2 separate regions of the Sus scrofa genome follow, and region 2 is linked to region 1. The links are chromatin contacts, called in public Hi-C maps. All regions are on one chromosome and are shown on one strand. Each heading gives the region's core, a stretch centred on a gene start, on an enhancer-like site or on the middle of the called end of the contact. The rest is flanking DNA. Distances are from core to core; before and after follow the strand shown. Region 1 holds the start of COIL (coilin). Region 2 has its middle 56 kb from the start of AKAP1.

Region 1 (4,096 bases), core at 568-3,067:
ACAAGAAGATAGCATACGGAAACACAACACTGGTTCTTTCGATCTATTCCAACAATGTTAAGTACTTTCCAGAGAAAAGAGTGTTTTCCTTCCGTAGCTCTGAAGAAGAGTGAGTCTGTCGGGAAGACAGTGAGTGGCTGGGGACACCAAACCACAAAAACACACAAAACTTCCAAGTGCAACCTCTCCTAAGACTTGCCCTTACTGAAGCCAGTTGCACGGGTATTTCTTGACATATGCAAGTTTGCATTTTGGTGTTCAGGAGGAATTCTGCCTGCCATTATGCTGTATTTATTTCTTATAACAGCCTTCAAGGTGTGCTTTTGACATCATTAATCATAAAGAGTGTCATGTCTAGAGGATTCATGAATTGAAGTGTAACTGCAGCTGGTTATTGGTAAGTCATTAATTCACTAGGCAGGAGATCAGAAAGTAAACAGGAGACATTGCAGTCCTTACAACTGTAATATTTAAAGAGCCCCTGAACTGCAGAGGGAATGAAAACCTATTCCACAGGGAACTAGAAGGAAAAAGAACTTTTTGAAACTTGGACTACTTCAAATTGTCACTGGAAACACCTAAACATTATTAGACAATCATAGTGTACCTGATTTTAAAAGAAAGATACACACATAGACTCAAAGATGTAGTAATTATTTGAAATGAAATTCCCTGATGTTCTGAAGAAATCTTAGGAATCTGAACATGCTCTGGGGAAAGGAATACGCAGCCTTTAACATAGGGAGGAAATAGCCTGGTTCACAGCTCTAGAATTTTTTTCACGTAGCTGAAGCTTTAAAAACAACCCTGAATAAATCAATCCAAGATTTGAATCCGAACTGAAATGATCGTGTCTCACCATTTTATTGAGACAAACCAATCACACGCAGGCAGTTTATACCACAGCTGCTCCTTGATACTCATCTCAGTGTCATTTTTAACAAATTTCCAGAGGCATATTTAAAACGATTTTGACCCAAAAGGGTCCCAAACACCTATTTAAGGGAACCCAGGTAAGACCCAGAATGACACACAACCAGTCTGCGGGGGGGGGGGGGGGTGTATCGCGTGAGCACTGAGGTTGGACGAGCCGCACGTGGTGACGAAAACAAGACTGCTGGTCCTTTTGCTTGGGTCTCAGGCACCTGACCCTGCTAGCCTCCAGGGGAAGGCACCCCCGCACGCCTAACACAGTGCCTAGCGAAGGAAGCATCTACTAAACCAAAGCTCGAAGAACGCAGGCTCTGCCCAAACCCAAGATCAAGGTTTCTCCAAGTTTGGTCCAACAACCTCCAGAACCAGCAGCATCCTGGGGAAGGATGCTCGTTACAGTGCAGACTCCTGAGCCCCCCATACCAGACTAGACCAATCAGAATCTCCGGGGTTCTGGGGGCAGTGCACTTTGACAGCCACCCAAACCGGCACCCCCCCCCTCCCCTGACGGTCTCCAGAGGCCTGAGGCGCCTCGGGCGTGCGCAGGCGCGTCCCCGACGCCCCGCGCCCCCGCCCCGCCCGCCCGCCCGCGCACCTGAGGCTGTCGTTGTCTCGTACCAGGCGCGCGCTCTCGGCTGGGGGCAAGAGCCCCCCGTCCAAGTAGAGGCCCAGGAGGGCCCCAGAACTGAAGCCGAAGCGCTGGCGGATGAGACTGATGAGATCCGTGACAAATCGGCATCTGTTCAAGTCGATGAGAAGCCAGAAGGACGTGCAATGCGGGGTGGCCGGCGGCGGGTAATCAAATTGAAGCCGTAGCCTAACCGTCTCGGAGGCTGCCATCTTGCTCGATGCGCAACGGAAGCCGAGAGACACCACTGGGCTACCGAGAGGCGTGCTCGGGGGCCCGCCCCCTAGAGCCTGCTAACGTGTGCCACCTGTTGGTGGCAAGCGACTGCTACAGGCTTGGGGACGGGCAAGGAGGCGGAACGGGATTGATTCAATGCGATTGTTCAAGGCAGGGCAAAAGTATAAGCGAAATGTCTTCACTCTTTTCCGACTAAGCGCTATGTAGGGTCCGAATTTAGGCAACTTTCTAGATAAAAAAAGCACCGCTCAGCGGTGATCTTCTAAGGTATTTACTCATATACATAAAATAACTTCAAAAAATTGACTCCCCATGTATTTCGTTCACAAAATTTTTCATCATACAGAGTTGCAAAAGATGGAATTCCTAATGCAAATATTGGCATTTTGAAGCAATACTATTAATCTTTCAAATGGATCCAGGGGAATTTAAATACCTTAGCGGTAATACCTAAGTAAAATATAAAAAATAAGCCCTCAGCAGAGTTCCCGTTGTGGTGCAGCGCAAACGATTACGACTGGGAACCATGAGGACGTAGGTTCGATCCCTGGCCTCGCTCAGTGGGTTAAGGATCTGGCGTTGCTGTGAGCTGTGGTGTAGATCGAAAATGTGACTTGGATCCTGCATTGCTGTGGCTGTGGCATAGGCCGGCAGCTGTGACTCTGATTAGATCCCTAGCCTGGGAATCTCTATATGCTGCGGGTGCACCCCTAAAAAAGAAAAATATATATATATGTGTGTGTGTGTATATATATATATATATATAAAATAAAAGAAGCTGTATGGGGGTTTTTTAACTATCCATGTCTCTATGGATGGACATTGCTAACTGAAACAGGGCTTTCCATCATTTCTGGACCTATTTTGTTTGTTTGTTTTCAGTTGATGTTAAGTCCTGAGAAAGCTTGTTCATTTATATAAGTAGATGAAAATGGAAAGATGTGTCATTGGCAGTGTCAGTCAATTCCTTAAACTCTTTCCAAGTTATATGCTAAAATTGCCTAGAGATTGTTCTTTAAAAATTATTTTCGGGGGGACCCCTTGTGGTCCAGGGGTTTGGACTGTGGTCCAGAGGTTTGATCCAATGTGGTCCCTGGTCTGTGAACTGAGATTCCAAGCCATGCCTCTTCATGCCCAGTACTCCATCAGCCAAAAACTCAGTTAGGTTCAAATTATTATTATTGTTAAAAAGAAAGAACCAGGGTAGTTCCCTGGTGGCCTAGCAGTTGTCAACTTAAAAAAAAAAAAAAAAAAACACAACCTGAAAGTTGAGAGTTAAGTTTTATTTGGGGCAAAATTAGGACTTAAGCCCAGAAGACAGCATCCCAGGTAGCTCTGAGAAGCCGCTCAGAGAAGGCGAGGAGGGAGCTAGGATACACAGGAATTTTCCAAACAAAGGGCAGGTAGCAGAAAGCAAAGTGGTCTAGGCTCACTAATATCTTTCCTTTGTTATGCACCTCAGCTATCGGGGGTGGGGGGGTATCCTGAGTTTTCCCAGCCCTCACTGGCTCACCCTTGCAGGTGGCTGCATTTGCAAATGACTGTGAAATACTGCCCCAAAGAGGCAAGGAAAAATAATATCAGCGTATATGATAAAGGTGAAGGAGAGATGCATGCAACAAGAGTTTGTGGCTGGTCTCGTGACTACTAGTTACTACTAGTCATAGAAACAGACATCGCCTGAAGGATTTTGGTGTTTTTCTAGATACATGGAGATGCAAGAATTGGGCACACAAAATCTTCTCCTGAAAAGATCTATCTGAAGACCTGTTTTGGAGTTCCTGTCATAGCACAACAGAAACAAATCTGACTAGGAACCTTGAGGTTGCGGGTTGATCCCCGGTCTTGCTCAATGGGTGAAGGATCTGGCATTGCCATGAGCCCTCGTGTAGGTCACAGATGCGGCTTGTATCCTGCGTTGCTGTGGCTGTGGCGTAGGCCAGCAGCTACAGCTCCGATTAGACCCCTAGCCTGGGAACCTCCATATGCCTCGGGTGCAGCCCTGAAAATCCAAAAAAAAACCCGAAAAAACCCAAAAACCTGTTCTTCCAGTTTTCCCAGAGCACAGGGTGCTTCACTCCTATTTCCACCCTGACCTCCACTGGGGGGCGCTGTGGGTCGGCAGCTGCCGCGGCTCCTGACTTAATCCATGTAGAGGCAGATGGGAAGGGGCAGCAAGTGCCAAACTCCAGTTCACGCAGTTAAGGATCAACATTGTCACTGCTGTGGCTCAGATCAGAACTCCTACGGGCCATGGGCAGGATCCAGAAAAAGAATTATTTGCCTTTCAAAGGAAAT
Region 2 (4,096 bases), core at 738-3,237, 86 kb after region 1:
CTAAATCAAACACGTTTATTATGAGGCAAATGTCTCCCCTTTTCCTCCAGCTTCGGGTGGGTCTCCCTGTTAGCTGTCCCTCCTCCCCTTCCAGGCAGGTCCCCAAAGGCTTTGGTCACTGACTGCCACCCTCTGTAATGTTAACGCCAGGATGTCAGGTCCCATTACAGCCCCTCCAGAAAACTTGATGTCCCTTAGTGTGTGGCCTGGGGACTGAGACATTTTGTTTGGCTGTTGAAAGAGTAACCAGAGAAAGCTGAAGGACGTAGGAGCCTACATATCCCTATATATGCGAGTAGAGATGCATTGAACTCGCCCTAGACTAGAACCTATGCATCAGAAGGTTAATGGCAGCTATCTCTAAATAGGAGATGACTCTTTTTTTCCTTTCTTTTTTTTTTTTTTTTTGCCCTTTAGGGCCACATCTGCAGCATATGGAAGTTCCCAGGCTAGGGGTCCAATCAGAGCTGCACCTGCCGGCCGATGCCACAGCCACAGCAACATGGGCTCCAAGCCGCATGCGTGACCTACACCACATCTCACCACAGGGCCAGATCCCCAACCCACTGAGCGAGGACAGGGATCAAACCTGCATCCCCATGGGTACTAGTCAGATTTGTTTCTGCTGAGCCACAGTGGGAACTCCCGAGATGACGTTTTTGAAAGTCTGTACTTTCTAATCTTTTCTACAATGAAAATATGGCTTTTGCAATAGGGGAGAAATAATTGTTAACAAGAAAGGTGATATTCTTAGCCAGAAGGTTCATCCAATAGATGTTTATCAATACTGTATTGAACCCAGCACTGGGCATGGCACTGGCTGAACAAAAGGGATAGGACCTCTGCCCTCAAAGAAACGGCAACAGGGTGGTCAGTGGCTAGGACTTGGTGTTTTCATTGCCATGACCTGGGTCTAACACCTGGTCTGGGAACTGAGATCCTACAATGAGCCGCTGAACTGCAGCTAAAAAGAAAAAAGAAACTGGAACCAGGGAGTTCCCATTGTGGCTCAGCGGAAATGAATCTGATCAGTATCCATGAGGACGCATGTTTTATCCCTGGCCTCACTCAGTGGGTTAAGGAACCGGCGTTGCTGTGAGCTGCGGTGTAGGTTGCAGACATGGCTCGGATCTGGCATTGCTGTGCCTGTGGCATAGACCAGGGGCTACAGCTCCAATTCAACCCCTTGCTGTGGGTGCGGCCCTACAAAGACAAAAGCAAAAGAAAGAGAAGAAACTGAAATCAACAGAAAAAACCTTCCATAAACAAACAAATTCATCCTGACAAAGTGAAGACACATGCAGCGAAAGCTATGACATGCATGTGGTGGTTGAGCGTGATGGTGGATGTGGTGCATGATGGAACTTGCTGGAGAAGGCAGTTCGCAGGTGATGTTGAGGCTCAGATTTTTAGGAGGAAGAGGAGGTTGCAATGCACAGAATGGGCGGAGGAGAGCTCCGGACCCAGAGAGTGCCTGCGGGATGGTGTGCAGGATGGTCCTAAGACAAGAGCAAGCTAGACATGGGGGAGGGGCCAGTTCATGCAGAACCTCTAAGCCTTGAGAAAGAGTCTGCCCGTTATTCTACTTCTTTCTCTTTCTTTAAATGGAAGTATAGTTGATTTGCGGGAGGGGAATGTGACTTGGGGTGGGGGGGTTCTGGGGGGCTGAGTGCCCTGGAGATTTGGTTGGTGGTTATGTGGGTGTTCAATTTATAACAATATGTGAAGCTGTGCATAGGTCTTTATTTAGGCATCTGTATATATCAGATATCTTGCAATAAGTAAAATGAAAATAAAAAACAATTGTGGTGAGTGGGACGCTATGTGCCAGCTGTAGGCACCTGTCGTGGCAGGTACAGAGGTCTCTAGTACAGACACAAGGGTCATATGACCTTTTTTGCCTTTGGCACAGTTGGAATCACAGTCTGGCTCACTACCATATTCTTCACCTGTGTTACACCCAAAATAAACTCTGAGAAGGACAGCACAGGATGAGATCATCTTGCCATCTGATACATATCTGAGCAAGCGGGGTTTTTCTATTCCTTAAAGGGCTGCTGGAGATGGAAATCGGATTCCCATTGTAACAGGGGCCGCTTACACTGTTACAAAGCAAAGAGCAACTGTGTATAAAAGTGCGAGGGAGGAGCTCCCGTCGTGGCGCAGTGGTTAACGAATCTGACTAGGAACCATGAGGTTGAGGGTTCGATCTCTGGCCTTGCTCAGTGGGTTAAGGATCTCGCGTTGCCGTGAGCTGTGGTGTAGGTTGCTGACTCGGCTCGGATCCCGAGTTGCTGTGAACTGTGGTGTAGGCCGGTGGATACAGCTCCGATTCGACCCCTAGCCTGGGAACCTCCATATGCCACGAGAGCGGCCCAAGAAATGGCAAAAAGACAAAAAAAAAAAAAAAAAAAAAAAGTGCGAGGGAAAACTCACTCCTAGGGTACCTCAGGTCAGAGTTCCTGTTGTGGCTCAATGGTCACGAACCGGGCTAGTAACCATGAGGTTGTAGGTTCGATCCCTGGCCTTGCTCAGTGGATTAAGGATCCAGTGTTGCCATGAGCTGTGGTGTAGGCTGCAGATGCGGCTCAGATCCTGCGTTGCTGTGGCTGTGTTGCAGGCCTGCAGCTGCTGCTCTGATTCAACCCCCCACCCCTAGCCTGGGAACTTCCATATGCCACGTGTGTGGCCCTAAAATGGAAAAAAGAAAATGGGCTCTATTTCGTCCCTTTCAGGACCTGTCAAAAAAGTAGATGAATCTTTTAGGTTGGATTCGTTTTGAGGCTGTGAAATCAGAGAGGGATTCAGAAGCCAGCCTCTGTCCACCAGGAAGAATAGGGCAGTGGAGGAGTAGGGGGAGGACTGTGAAATTTCCTATCTCTTTAGGGGGATTTTTGACCAGTCCCACCTTGGTCAAATGGAGCTTTTCTCTCTGAGTTACCAGCTATTTAGATGCCCTGGGCTCAGGACAGCATCCTTCCACTATCAATTACAAGAGAGGTTGCCAGATGAAATACCGGACAACTGTTAAATCTGAATTTCAGATAAATAATGGATAACTTTTTAGTATTAGAATGCCCCAAGTATTGCATGGGATATACCTATACTAAAAAAATTATTCATTGGTGTTCCCACTGTGGTGCAGTGGGTTAAGAATCAGACTGCAGTGGCTCAGGAGGCACAGGTTTGATCCCTGGTCCTGTATAAAAGGATCCAGCACTGGGGAGTAGGTTGCAGCTGTGGCTCGGATTCAACCCCTGGCCCAGGAACTTCCATATGCCTCGAGTGTGGTCATTAAAAAAAAAAAAAAAATTATTCATTGTTTATATGAAATTCAAATCCAACTACTCAACTGAGCATCTTGTATTTTTTTTCTTTACTTTCTTTTTTTCTTTTCTTTTCTTTCTTTCTTTTTTTTTTTTTTTTTTTTGCTTTTTAGGGCCGCACCCACTGCATATGGAGGTTCCCAGGCTCAGGAGTCTAATTGGAGCTACAGCTGCCGGCCTACACCATAGCCACAGCAACGCCAGATCAGAGCCTTGTCTGCAACTTACACCATAGCTCATGGCAACACCAGATCCTTAACCCACTGAATGAGGCCAGGGATATCGAATCTGCAACCTCATAGTTCTTAGTTGGATTTGTTTCCGCTGTGCCACGATGGGAACGCCTCTATTTTTATATTTATTTAGCAACCCTAGGGAAGAGGGTACTGAGGATCCTGCAAAGGGAGGGATAACTGGATGCAGGAAAAATGCTCCTGGGCTTTGTACAGCCAGCAGTGGTTACTGCTTGCTTGATCTGCTCACATTTCTGTTCTCTTTGCCAGGCTTTGGGGGCTTCTACCTAGTGTGCAGGATACACACCTGCTTTGCACTGGATACTTGATAATATTAAGGAATCATTGCTAATTATGTTGTCTAACAATGACATGAGTTTTTTGTTTGTTTTTTGTCTTTTTGCCTTTTCCAGGGCTGCTCGCATGGCATATGGAGGTTCCCGGGCTAGGGGTCTAATCGGAGCTGTAGCCACTGGCCCACGCCAGAGCCACAGCAACGCGGGATCTGAGCCGCATCTGCAACCTACACCACAGCTC

The links. A called contact is a pair of places that touch in the nucleus more often than the background predicts.
Region 2: a Hi-C map of skeletal muscle shows a contact between it and region 1, with 8 times the contacts expected there. The contact joins the enhancer-like site here to the promoter of COIL in region 1. A contact is called at or near these places in 1 of 5 promoter capture datasets (liver), 23 of 47 Hi-C or Micro-C datasets (adipocytes, alveolar macrophages, blood and 13 more) and 2 of 2 datasets of contacts at active chromatin or transcription factors (alveolar macrophages and skeletal muscle).

Annotation. Positions count from the first base shown.
Region 1 is chr12:33,252,540-33,256,635 of Sscrofa11.1, forward strand. It overlaps COIL (coilin), which reads right to left and starts at 1,818. Exons shown (of 8, transcript XM_003131625.6): 1 at 1,529-1,818. The coding sequence starts at 1,773.
Region 2 is chr12:33,338,399-33,342,494 of Sscrofa11.1, forward strand. No RefSeq gene overlaps it. Among named protein-coding and RNA genes, the nearest start is that of AKAP1, 56 kb to the right of the region's middle. Within about 2 kb of position 1,988, at least 1 of the 83 cell types and tissues checked has an H3K27ac peak or open chromatin away from gene starts, as enhancers often do. A contact at or near this core is called in skeletal muscle, where this site is marked.